2 separate regions of the Sus scrofa genome follow, and region 2 is linked to region 1. A link is a contact called in public Hi-C data. All regions are on one chromosome and are shown on one strand. The core of a region is the stretch at or near the end of the contact, and the rest is flanking DNA. Distances in the headings are between cores, read along the strand shown. Region 1 holds the start of COMMD8 (COMM domain-containing protein 8). Region 2 holds the start of NFXL1 (NF-X1-type zinc finger protein NFXL1).

Region 1 (5,900 bases), core at 1,097-3,596:
CAAAAAGTGCACTAATCTATATTTTCAACAGCAATGTGGGAATGCCTGTTTCAGATTTTCACTAATATTTCACCTTATATTTACAATTTTGCTCCTTAGTCTTTGCCATTAGGATCATAAGAATAATTCAAGGTATAAGCCTTACCAGTTCACAGATGCAAATAAGATCATAGGTACTGCTTATGTGACCTTCGACACACGCTCAATATTTCTTCACCAAGCTTGTTTTCTCATTTTTTAAAAATTAAAAGTATAGTTGATTTACAGTGTTGTGCCAATTTCTGCTGCACAGATCCAGTCATACATATATATACATACATGCCCCTTCTTATACTGTCTTTCCTCATGGTCTATCCCAAGAGCTGGATCTAGTTCCCTGTGCTGTACAGTAGGACCTCATTGCTTATCCTTTCTAAATGCAATAGTTTGCATCTACCAACTCCAATCTCCCAGTCCATCCCACTCCCTGTTATATCTATTAATTCTTCCCACAACCTTGTGTGCTGGGTATTATCCTAACTTGAAAAATGAGGAAACATGTCTGTTCTCTACGTTTTATTTCCTCTTTTTTCAAGTTAGGATAATACCCACCACACACATTTATAGGGAGGATCAATAAGATATAATCCATAAATTGTTTGGCATATAGGAGATGTTTCATAAATATTTTTATTCTGTTACAACATATAAAATTTAGTTGTTTGCTTAGAAAACAGACCCTATTCTCCATACATTTACCACCAGACACAGATTAGGTGTTTTTCCAGATAGCTTCTCATTTATTGGGGAGCACCTATGCATAAAGATGAAGTGTTAAGACGATTATGTTTCAGCTGCGACCATGAAAATTGTACCTACCTACCTAAAGAACTAAAAAGTGGCAATTTTTTTTTTTTTTAATTTTATGGTCCCACTGGTGTCATATGGAAGTTTCTAGACCAGGGATGGAACCCATGCCTCCACAGAGGCCTGAGCTGCTGCAGTCAGATTCTTAACCCATCTGCATCACAGTGGAAACTCCGAAAGTGGCTAATTTTAAAAGAGGGACATCCATGAAAATTCAAGAAGTGGGTGTAAGGTAGAGAAAAAGCATTTGTGCTAACTCTTGAAGGATGTCACTGGGTAGTTTTTTTATGCATAGCCCACAGACTAAAATAAAATTCTTTCTTTCCTGTGGTATGCTTTATCACCTTGCACTACTTTTACTGTTAAGTTTATATTGGATTGTAATTCCTGTTTCTCTCTCCAACCTACTCTGCTTCTGCACATACTTCTGGATGTCAGGGATCGTCTTATCATTACTGAATTCTTCAGAACTTGATTAAAGTAACAGCTGTAATAACGAGAGAAATCACAGAAAGACTGGGTTTTAGGTTTGGCCCAACGTTGAGTGTGACTCTAGAGTCTGACTGATTTTTTTTCACTTCAGGCTGTGCTCTTAACTTAGCTCACGTTTTTAGGGACTTTTAGGGTTGACAGATTAAATAGAAGATACCCAGTTAAACTTTCGGATAAATAAGTAATACTTTTTTTTGCCCTTTTTGGGGCCACATCCGTGGCATATGGAGGTTCCCAGGCTAGGGATCTAATCGGAGCTACAGCTGCCAGCTTACACCACAGCAACACCAGATCCGAGCTTTGTCTGCAACCTACACCACAGCTCACTGCAAGGCCTGATCCTTAACCCACTGAACAAGGCCAGGGACTGAACTCACAACCTTATGGTTCCTAGTCAGATTCGTTTACACTGTGCCACAACAGCAATTTCAATGAACACTTTTTTTAGTGTATGTTCCATGCAATATTTAGGGCATACTTATAAGACACATTCGTTGCTAATCTGAAATTTCATATTTAACTGGACATCTGACAACGCTACGAACTTCTCTAATTTTGTCACCTGGAATTGGAGATGAAACTAGTATCTTAGGAAATCTATATAAAGACTCTCCGCATGGAAACTCTCAATTTGCCTTTCAAATTAAGACACTCTAGCAATAGACATAAGCCAAACCTCCAGGAAAATGAGTCTGGCACACCCCTAAATGTGGCTACCCCTTTTAGATGGTTTTCTAAAGAGTGCAGAAAAAGCTCAACAGAACTCCCAGCAAAATTGCACACTACTTTGAAAGATTTGCAAACGTGCTTTCAGTCTAACGCTCGCCCAGCTGAACTATATCGACTGGGCCAAATGTGCTTCTCTTGCAATTTCTAAGGGTGTTTAAGCAAAGTCGTATCAGGTTTAAAGAATTTTCCTTAATTACCGGAGAAAGCGTGGGCAGCATCTCTGCGCACGCGCACAAGGGCTCCTGCGTCTCCGCGCCCGCCCCCCACCCCGCCCGAACCGAGGGAGTCACGTGGGCAGGCGCAGGCCCCCAAAGGAAACGCTGAAGCTTGTCACGTGACCGATCCTCTGTTTCACACAGGGATGGAGCCGGAAGAAGGGACGCCCTTGTGGCGGCTCCAGAAGCTGCCTGCGGAGCTGGGCCCGCAGGTGAGGAGGGCGCAGAGGATGGCTGTGCTAGGCCGGCTCCCGGGCGGCCAGGCCTTCGGGGCAGATACGAGCCGCTGCAGGCTCGCGCAGGCTTCCCAGGGAAGGGAGAGGGAAGAGGTGTGATACGGAGTGGCCCGCCCCCTGCTTACCCTAGCGAGCCTTGGAGGCAGGGGCTCAGGGTACTACTTCCGGGGACCTGGCTTGAAGGCGCCCCTCCGGAGGCTTGGCGCGTAGACACTGCCCGGCGGTGCCCGCTCCTGGCTGGGAAACTGTCTACGTCCTCGCGCAGCCGGGAGCCCCAGAGACCCTGGGAGGCGGGGGTGGGGGTTGGGGGAGTGGCCACGTAGTTTTTCAAAGTTCACAGCCTGGAGGCGGTGGCTTGCAGCCTATTTGTTTCATTCATTCATTCAATACAAACCTCCGGAACGCTCCCCTCTGCACCAAGCGCAGTGCTAGGCGCTGGGGATACCTTGATGACCTAAAGAAGCTTATCCTACTGCCTTGAGGGCGACAGAAAAAAATATTGCTAAATGCTACCAAAAACTGGGAGAATTACTTTAAGTGGGGTGGTTCAAGTGCTGGTATAGCACATACTCAGTTAATACATGTTAAAAGGCATTAAACATGGTACCAGCAATAGTATTTAGTAATAGTGATGATACAAGAAGAAGAAGGACAGCAATGGCAAGCAATGTTTAATGCCAGGATTGTCCAAGTGCTTTACATATATTCTTATTCAATCCTTACAACAGCGTTATGGGGGTAGATGATGTCTTTGTTTTACTATGAAGAAGTGGGCACAGAATGTTTAAATACCTTGGCTAAACTAGTAAGTAGTGGAACTAGGACTCAGACTAGCCAGTTTTGCTCCACAATGCACTATCTTCTTACGCACAGTTATATGTGTTAGGATTTCCATTTGGCGTTAAGGTAGGGTAGAGAGAAAGGAATGTAAGAAAGAAAAAGAAAGGCACTGAGGTCTTTTTTGTAGTGGCCAAAAGAAGTCAGTGTGGATATTGTGGAAAATGGAGAGAAGGGGTTTGTATATATACATTTTAAAAGACTCTGATCTAAGAGTCACCTTGTTTTTTGGTTTTTTGGTTATTGATATAAATACAATGTCTAAGGAATCCTAAGGAGAAACTTTTATTCTCACCATTTTATTTTCAGGAATTTTGGAAAAACAGCAGTGTATCTATAAAATTATTTTAGCTTCTGAAGGTCAACAAAATTACAGAAGGTTTGGTTTGTGTGTGTGAAGCTCTAACTTTTTTTTTTTGCTTTTAGGGCTGCACCTGCGACATATGGAAGTTCCCAGGCTAGGGGTCGAATTGGAACTACAGCTGCTGGCCTATGCCACAGCCAAAGCAATGCCAGATCTGAGCCCCATCTGCGACCTACACCACAGCTCACAGCAACGCCAGATCCTTAACCCACTGATCAAGGCCAGGGATCAAATCCACATTCTCATGGATACTAGTCGGGTTCGTAACCAGCTGAGCCACAACAGGAACTCACTAAATTTTAATAAAATGATGTTAGCCAAAAAAAAAAAAAAGTGAAAAACTACTCTGTGCAGTAGCTTGAAGCAGGATCTCACTTCCCAGTCCAGGGGTTGGATATGGGCTGCAGTGGTGAAAGCTCCGAATCGTAACCACTAGGCCACCAGGGAGCTACCCATGATTTTACTTATAATTAATTAATCTCCTTTTTTCTCTCTGTAGCTTCTTCACAAAATAATTGATGGCTTTTGTGGTCGAACTTATCCACTCTACAAGGATTATCAGAGTGTTTGGGATTCAACAGAATGGATGCATGTTCTAGAAGACATTACCGAATTTTTCAAAGCTGTAGTTGGTAAAAATTTAACTGATGAAGAGGTAACTTCACTCCAAGTTTCTATGTCTTAGGATAAAATAAATAATTTGTGTTTAGATTTTTTTTTTATGAAGTTGGTGTTTAGGGCACTATGGAGCACAAGGGCCATCATCAGTAAGTGTCTGATAGAAAATGTCATAATTGTGAGGAAGTGGAAAATCTGTGCAAGTTCTGGGTTTTTGTAGTTTGGGTTTTGATTGTATTTTTTTAAGTCGTGAAGCATTTGAATCAGAAGAAAACCAAACGTTATACAAATGACATCTATATTCCAATTACCACAATTGAACAGTTGTTAATATTTTACTTTATGTATTTCAGGTTCGTGTGTGTGTTTTAGAAAGAAGGCATTACAGATAAATATCACCCTCCCACTAGAGATTACTGCTTGTGAATTGTGTGCATGTTTTGTATTCTATATTGTATGAATGTTTGCATCTTTAAGCGATATGTATGCAATTATTTGAGCTGTTTAAATGTGTAACTTGTAAATGGTAACATATGCATCCATTTGTAGTTTTTCTGCAACATTGTGTTTCAGATTCATTAATGTTGAAAAATGTAGATCTTCTTTATATGTTTTAACCCCTCTTAGTATTTGATGATAGAAATTAGTGGAACTTATTTTTCTGTCCCCCTACTGATGAACGTTGGATCATTGCCTCTTTTATTGTGATGAATAGTGCTGCTAGAAACATTTTGTGTTTGTCTTCTTGTACACATACACATATGGGCAAGCTTTTCTAGGATAGATATCTTTAAGTGAACTTGAAGGGTATTCTTCCATTGAATTGCTTTTGTACCTTTGCCAAGTTATTTGGGCATGTTTGTGTAGGTTGTCCACTTGGGGAAAAATGGAGTATGTTTGTCATTTTGACTTGGGTGATATTCTGAATATGAGTTCTTGGATATTTGTACTTTATGTGTCTTCTATTGTATTGCTTGCCTTTTCAGTCCCTTAGCAGTGTCTTATGTATAGAAGTTCTGGATTTTACTTTTTTATTTTTTGTCTTTTGAGGGCCACACCCGTGGCATATGGAGGTTCCCAGGCTAGGAATCTAATTGGAGCTGTTACCCCCGGCCTATGCCAGAGCCCAGCAACGCCAGATCTGAATCTCGTATGCAGCCTACACCATAGCTCACAGCAATGCCAGATCCTTAAACCACTGAGCGAGGCCTGGGATCGAACCTATAACCTCATGGTTCCTAGTTGGATTCGTTTCTGCTGCGCCACGACAGGAACGCTGAAGTTCTGAGTTTTAATCAAGTCCAATTTGTTAATGTTTCTTTTGATGGTTAGTGATATTAATGCTGTGGTAAGAAACATTTGTGCTACAGAGTCATGAAGCTGTTTTTATATATTTTCTTATAGAAGCTTGAATGTTTTAGCTTTTACATTTATGTCACCGATGCATTTTGAATGAATATTTGCATATAGAGATCATGTTCAGATTTTTCCATATGATGTTTTCTTGACCTAGTAACATTTATTGGAATGACCATCTTTGCTGCATAGAATTGCTGTGCAGTC
Region 2 (6,662 bases), core at 1,349-3,848, 500 kb before region 1:
ATGCCACTGCTTCAGTGCCCTCTCCTGAGAAAACCTAATACCATGCACTTTATGGAGATGCTTAAAGGACTTCTGTCCTCCATCACAGAGCATATACTGAAGGGTGAATTGGAGCTCAGGGCCCATATACTAATAACTGGCATGGTGTTTACCTAAGCATAGATGTATCTGTCAAAGATAAACGGATTTAGGAGGCCGTGTGTGGATACACTGGCAAAAAGAATCTATATCAGGATAACATGTCAGTAATGGACAGATAAATACAATTAAATCAGAATTTTTCAAATGACTGGACAATAGGGGTATTCAAATATTTTATTTTTCTATATTTTATTTTAGACTTCTTAAAAAGTTGAGATGTATCATATAGCAAATTTCACAAATTATACAAGTATAATTTCTTTTTAACGTATGTATACAAAAGTGAAACTACCACCCAATTCGAGATAGAATTTTTTCCACCACTCAGGGGGATGTCTTTTCCCTCTTCCCAGTTAAAGTTCTCCCACCCCTACTAGAAGCAAGCACTAATCTGGCTTCTGTAACTTGTCCAGAAAGATTCACAAGTCAGTACTCTGTCGTGTCTGGTCTCTTTTGTTCGACATGCTAACTTTGAGATTCACCCATCTTGCTACACGTATCAGCATTCTTTTTGGCATAACATCCCATTATGTGAATATATCACAATTTATTTTTCTGTTCTCCTGATGATAGACCTGAGGGTTGTTCCTCGTTTTTAGCTATTATGAATAAAACTGCTATAATCATGAGTTTTTGTGGAGCTATGCACTCATTTACTTTAGGTATATGGACTGGAGTGTAATCATAGCTTTATCATTTTAACATATTTCTCATGTTCCCTTTGGATAAACACGAAGAACTCTTGCTTTTCTCAATTTTTATCTGAAATTTCAAAGTGAAAATAACAGCAATGGCAGCTGTTGAAATGTGTTCTCACTGTATATATGCTTTAACATTATGATACACACCAGCTCGCCACTGCTAAACTTTATTATGATATTAAAATAAATGTTTGCTCTTTCAGAGAGCACATAACATTCTTTTTGATTCCACAGTAATTACTATGATTATCAATTTTCATTGTATAATATGGCAGGGGAAAATTCTGATCATGTGAGCCTTTGGCCCAATTAGGTCTTCTAAAAGTAACTGGAATTTCTAGGTAAAAATTAAATATTTTTTCATAGTAATCATATAGCATGGGTTAGAAACCGCGAGGGAAAGAGGAGGGAGAAACTGGAGCGCTGAGAGCTCAAGCGGGCTTACCAACCAACAGAGTGGCTGAGAGCTCTGAGCAAAGAGAGCTCAGGCTCCCCCAGCTTAGGCAACAGCTTGTTATACAGGTAAAGGGGTAATTTCTATTTTTAGCACATTCTATTTTTAGCAAAGTTTCGGGATGGGGTAAGAAACAGTGAAGATACAAGTTATATTGTAACAGTTTCTCCGGCTATTCTTGTCTTGCAGCCTTGTGTTTCTTTTTGTACAGTTATCACCTAACGGCATGGTGTGTTCAAAAGTGTAAGTCAAGAGTCATACGACTTAGTTGCATGCCAGGATGCTGAATAAGAAAATTTTGTCTTTATTTTGTAATTAAAAAAAAATGGGATTGATAACAATAACTAGTTATATAAAGGGCAAGTTACTTAACCTCTCTGTGCCTCACTATTCTTAATGTAAGATGGGACTAATAAGATGACTCCGAGTACCGCACTATCCATAGACATATATATGTAAAACACTTTAAAATAGCACCTGGCACTTAATACTTGCTATATAAATATTAGTTATTTATTATTAAAGTACAGGAATTAGTTAAATTGAAGGGTTGTAAAGAATCCTATAGTCCCAAACAGCAATCAGTATATTTCTCAAAGACAGGCCTCCGAATTTTTGAAATTGCTCTTTTTCTATATCTTATTGGAAACAGTGAAGTCAGAAGAATTAGGATCACACCTGGCTCTCAACTACTTTCCTTAATTAAGTATACTTTACAGAGCTGTCCTGAAAATAAAGTCAGCTTGCTTCCAGAGAAGCATACTGTAAACTATTAAGGACTATGATAATAATACCATTAGCTTTATCCTCTCCATTGCTTTAGCACCTCAGAAAGGCGCTTTCTCCACTCCAAACACTTTCTCTCTCTCAGCTTTTCCTCCATCTTCCCCGACCCCAAAGTGTTTTCATAGTAAACGCCTTTCCCGTCAGTGAGAAAAATTCCCTGCCAGCAGAAAGCCAGAAAACAAGGCTAAAGATGGCGGACAGTCAATTATCGGCCCCTGGGACATGTTCCCGATACCCTGCTGGGTTTAGGGCAGTTGCGGGAAAGCAGCAGAATCTTCAAGCATCCCAAAAGCCTCAGGGCCCGCCCACTTCCCCACCTTGCGCTCTCTCTGTGGCGCCCACCTCTCCCGAGCCCCGGAGCACACCGGGAATTGTAGTTTCTGACGATCCGATTCAGTCCTCGCGGGTTCTCAGAGGACTTTTCTGCCACCCCACCCCCACCCCAACCCCGCCCCCAGCCTCCACTCTGCCTCAACACACAGACACAGTCCCGGATGAGGAAGCGGCCTGTGATGCCACGCGTTCTGAGAGCCCTGGGCTGGGGCTTCTGGGAGTTGTAGTCGCTGGAGGCGGGCGCCGTCGGTAAGGAGACGTAGCGTTTCAACGGGTTTGCTACCACAGTTGGTTCCTGGAGGGACCCGCGGGGTCTGTCCGCAGTTTTGCTGTCACCCCGCTACCCCTGAGGCTGAGGAGGCGCTTTCCCCCTCTACGGCTCTCCTTCTCCGGCGCTGGATGCTCCTTGCCTCGCAGTCCATTTCTCTGCCTAGTTCTCTCTCTCTTCGATCCATCTCCAGAGCCCGGGCTTAGCGGGGACTCGCCCTCTGGGAGAGACAGGGCCGCGACCCGGTCCCTGCCCTGCGGAGACCCTCCTCATTCTGCCCGGTACAGCGGCTCCCCCCGCTCTCTCCTTTCCCCGTCTAAACACCACCGCGCTCACGCTCCTTCCACTCTTTCCCCCCCTCCCCACTCCTGCAGGGATGGAAGCTTCCTGGCGCCAGGTGGCCGGTGGCCGAGGCCGAGCCCGTGGACGGGCCACTGCGGCCCCCTCCTCGGGAAATGGAGTCCATCTCCGCGGCGCCGGAGGAGGGCGAGAGAAGGGGTCGGTGGGCGCTACTGGTCCTGGCCCCAGCCCGGGAGGAGCCGCGACCGCTTCGGCTGCAGGTAGCTCAGCCCGACGCAGCCCCTGGGGATCTGAAGCGCCGCAGACTTCCGTAGCCAGTGGTGAGAATGGAACTTGTCGGGGGGCTCACTTGGATGCCTGCTAAGACATTTGATAGTCAGAACTGCCTCTGCCCCATTCATTTCTTTTCTTCTTCCGGAGTTTATTGTTAGCCTCATTTCTCAAACCTTTCAGGAAGCTGCTCATTCTAGGCTGATTCCCATCAGACTTTTTTCATCATTTTAAGTGATAGGAATATTTGTTATTTCCCCATCCAGTATTCTTTTCACTCTTTTTGCCTGCTAAGTGTCTAGACCAAAAGTTGCAAATTGTGCCCCCCCCCACCCCCCGAGGGGAGGAATCTGATTTAGCCTTTAGTTTGGTTTGGTTTGGTTTGGTTTGGTTGACACAGTGAATTAAATCTGAATTGGTTGCCAGTAGTATTTTTGTTTTTTCTTTTCTTTTTAAAAATCTCATAACAGTCTGGTTATCATCTACTTTTCTTGGAAAATGAAACTTTGTGGCTGTCGCGTGGGAACAGCCAGCTAGGCTACATCGAAGAAATCCCATTTAGAATGGGTTTAGGCTTTCCACTTCTCATTGGGTCTCCTACTTCTGGGGCCACGTGTCATTTGCCATCTTGATTTGATTGCCTTAGTTTAGTAACTTTAATTGTCTTTGTCCTGTAAGCACTTGAGTTTGTGGTACTTTCGACTGTGGTTCCTCGTCACAAATTTTGTGTCCTTTTCTGGGTATGTCTGGTGTGGCCTCCTCCTGCTTGTCAGTATCCTTCATCCAAAGCAGTGTTTTGGTGGAGCCTGAGAGCACACACTTAACTCTCAATTGTCCACACTAATGGAAGAGTGTAGGAGGCTAAGGGAAATAAGCCCTGAAATCATTGTATTGCTGTGCTCGGAATATATTTTTGGGAGGAGAGGAGCAGATTAAACTTCTGAATGTTTTCTTTTTTGTTTGTTTTGTTTTGTCTTTTTAGGGCCACACCCGCGGCATATGGAAGTTCCCAGGGTAGGGATCTAATCAGAGCTATACCTGCCGGCCTACGCCAGAGCCACAGCAACGCCAGATCCGAGCCTTGTCTGCGACCTATACCACAGCTCACAGCAACGCTGGATCCTTAACCCACTGACCGAGGCCAGGGATTGAACCTGCAACCCGAAAACCTAGTCGGATTCGTTTCCGCTGCGCCATGATAGGAACTCCCCTGGGTGTGTTCTAAGATAAAGTTAGGTGGTATTCCCTTTGTTAGTGAATTTTGGGGAGTGGTGGTGGTGAGGTGGGGGGGCAGTGTGAACAGTTTTGGTAGACTTTCTTGGATTTTCTGGTGAGTAGGAAAGCAGGCCTTCTTGAGCTGGATAATTGAGATTTGAGTGAAAGAAATAATATATGGGGAGGTTGCTTTGTCAACTTTCTTTGAGATGATCTTATGTGGGTCTATTAATCAGGTTGTGGATTTTTTTTTTTTATTATTATGTCTAATTCAGCCTTTTAAAAATGTATTCTTAAGAGCTCTTTCTCATAATGATATTTATCATATTGTACATGAAATTTTGAGTCATATATCCTACAGCAATTACTTTTCTTCTAGTACTCAGTCCTGTGTAGGCCCTGTACATTTTCCTCCAATTTTACTTGGAGTACTGAGTAGTCTCAGCAACAAGAAAAGGATAAACATTTCATGAGGGAACTAACAGATAAAACGTCATTAAGTACAAATATGCCACCTAAAATAAGAAAGTTTATATTAGTAGAGGTTCATCAGTTTTAGGCATAAAGTGGCATTATTATGGGCTCTAATGAATTAAGATCAATGTAGGATGTTTGTGGCTCCTTTCTTGTACTATGGTTGCTGTCCAGAAGAGTTTATTAACACTTAATGCTTGAAGAAAATTCTCAAGCATTAGTCCTTGGTCTTGAGGACTGTGAAGCCTCATTGAGAATGTGCTATGAAGTAATCTAATTCTTTTTGCATTATTATTTAACCATGTAACAAAATAAGTATAAGAAGTACAGGTGGAGTTCCCATCGTGGCACAGTGGTTAACGAATCCAACTTGGAACCATGAGGTTGCAGGTTCCATCCCTGGCCTTGCTCAGTGGTTTAAGGACCCGGCGTTGCCGAGAGCTGTGGTGTAGGTTGAAGACGCGGCTCGGATCCTGCGTTGCTGTGGCTCTGGTGTGGGCTGGTGGCTACAGCTCCAATTAGACCCCTAGCCTGGGAACCACCATATGCCACAGGAAGTAGCCCTAGAAAAGCCAAAAAAAAAAAAAAAAAAAAAAAAAGTAAAGTCATGGCCAGAGAGAATAGTAGAAGAACTGCTCCCAAATTTATTTAACATTTCTTTTGGGGATGAAATTGTTGTAAGAAGTACATCTTCCATGTTAGTAACATTTTAAATTATTGTTAAATAATTATGTTTTGTGACCACATTTTTTTCCCTTCTTTTTTAGGGCCACACCTGTGGCATATGGAGGTTCACAGGCTAGGGGTCGAATCAGAGCTGCAGCTGCCAGCCTGTTCCCCAGGCACAGCAACTCCAGATCCGAACTGAGTCTGCGACCTACACCACAGCTCATGGCAACACAGGATCCTTTAACCCAGTGAGTGAGGCCAGGGATCGAACCCTCATCCTCATGAATACTAGTCAGGTTCTTAACCCACTGAGCCGTGACAGGAACTCCTGTGACCACATTTTAGTAAAGACAAAACGTCCTTGAGCTTTCTAAGAAGCAGATTTTAAGCATAGTGGTTGTATGATGAATATTGCTTATGGAAAGTCTTTGGTGGGCCATTGCCATCCTGGGTTGTCGTATGGAAGAGGATGGTTTGAAAAAGTACCCACCTCTGCTGATTCTGATGTGCTCCCAGTGGGTATGTGTCCCATCTCTTAAAATTCACTGTGTACCAGTTGTTTTTAAAAATCTCATTTTATTTTATTATTGTTATTGTTATTTTTTCTAGTGCCGCACCCGTGGCGGCACATAGAAGTTCCCAGGCTTAGCTGCCGGCCTGCACCACAGCCACAGCAGTGCGGGATCTGAGCTGTGTCTGTGACCTACACCACAGCTTGCAGCAGTGCTGAATTCTTAACCCACTGAGCGAGGCCAGGGATTGAACCGCATCCTCATGGATATTAGTCAGGTTCATTTACCACTGAGCCATGACGGGAACGCCTAAACATCTCATTTTAATTTTTGTTAATGTCCTTGTTTTGAGGTTGACCAGCAGTGTTTTGATACTTTATCATACTTTTGTAATTTTAAAAGTTGATTTGATAGTCATGCTTTCTGAACAATTAGCTGCATTTAGCAGAATATTTAACAAAAATGAAAGTTTTCATTGTGGTATTCTCTTGTGTGACAAGAAATTTGAATATACTTTTTTTTTTTTTTTTTTTTTTTTT

Evidence for each region. A called contact is a pair of places that touch in the nucleus more often than the background predicts.
Region 2: a Hi-C map of skeletal muscle shows a contact between it and region 1, with 4 times the contacts expected there. The contact joins the promoter of NFXL1 here to the promoter of COMMD8 in region 1. A contact is called at or near these places in 2 of 47 Hi-C or Micro-C datasets (liver and skeletal muscle).

The regions. Positions count from the first base shown.
Region 1 is chr8:37,376,770-37,382,669 of Sscrofa11.1, reverse strand. COMMD8 (COMM domain-containing protein 8) reads left to right here and starts at 2,346. Exons shown (of 5, transcript XM_021100563.1): 1 at 2,346-2,494; 2 at 4,219-4,374. The coding sequence starts at 2,429.
Region 2 is chr8:37,871,518-37,878,179 of Sscrofa11.1, reverse strand. NFXL1 (NF-X1-type zinc finger protein NFXL1) reads left to right here and starts at 2,598. Exons shown (of 23, transcript XM_021100578.1): 1 at 2,598-2,664; 2 at 3,058-3,303. The coding sequence starts at 3,060.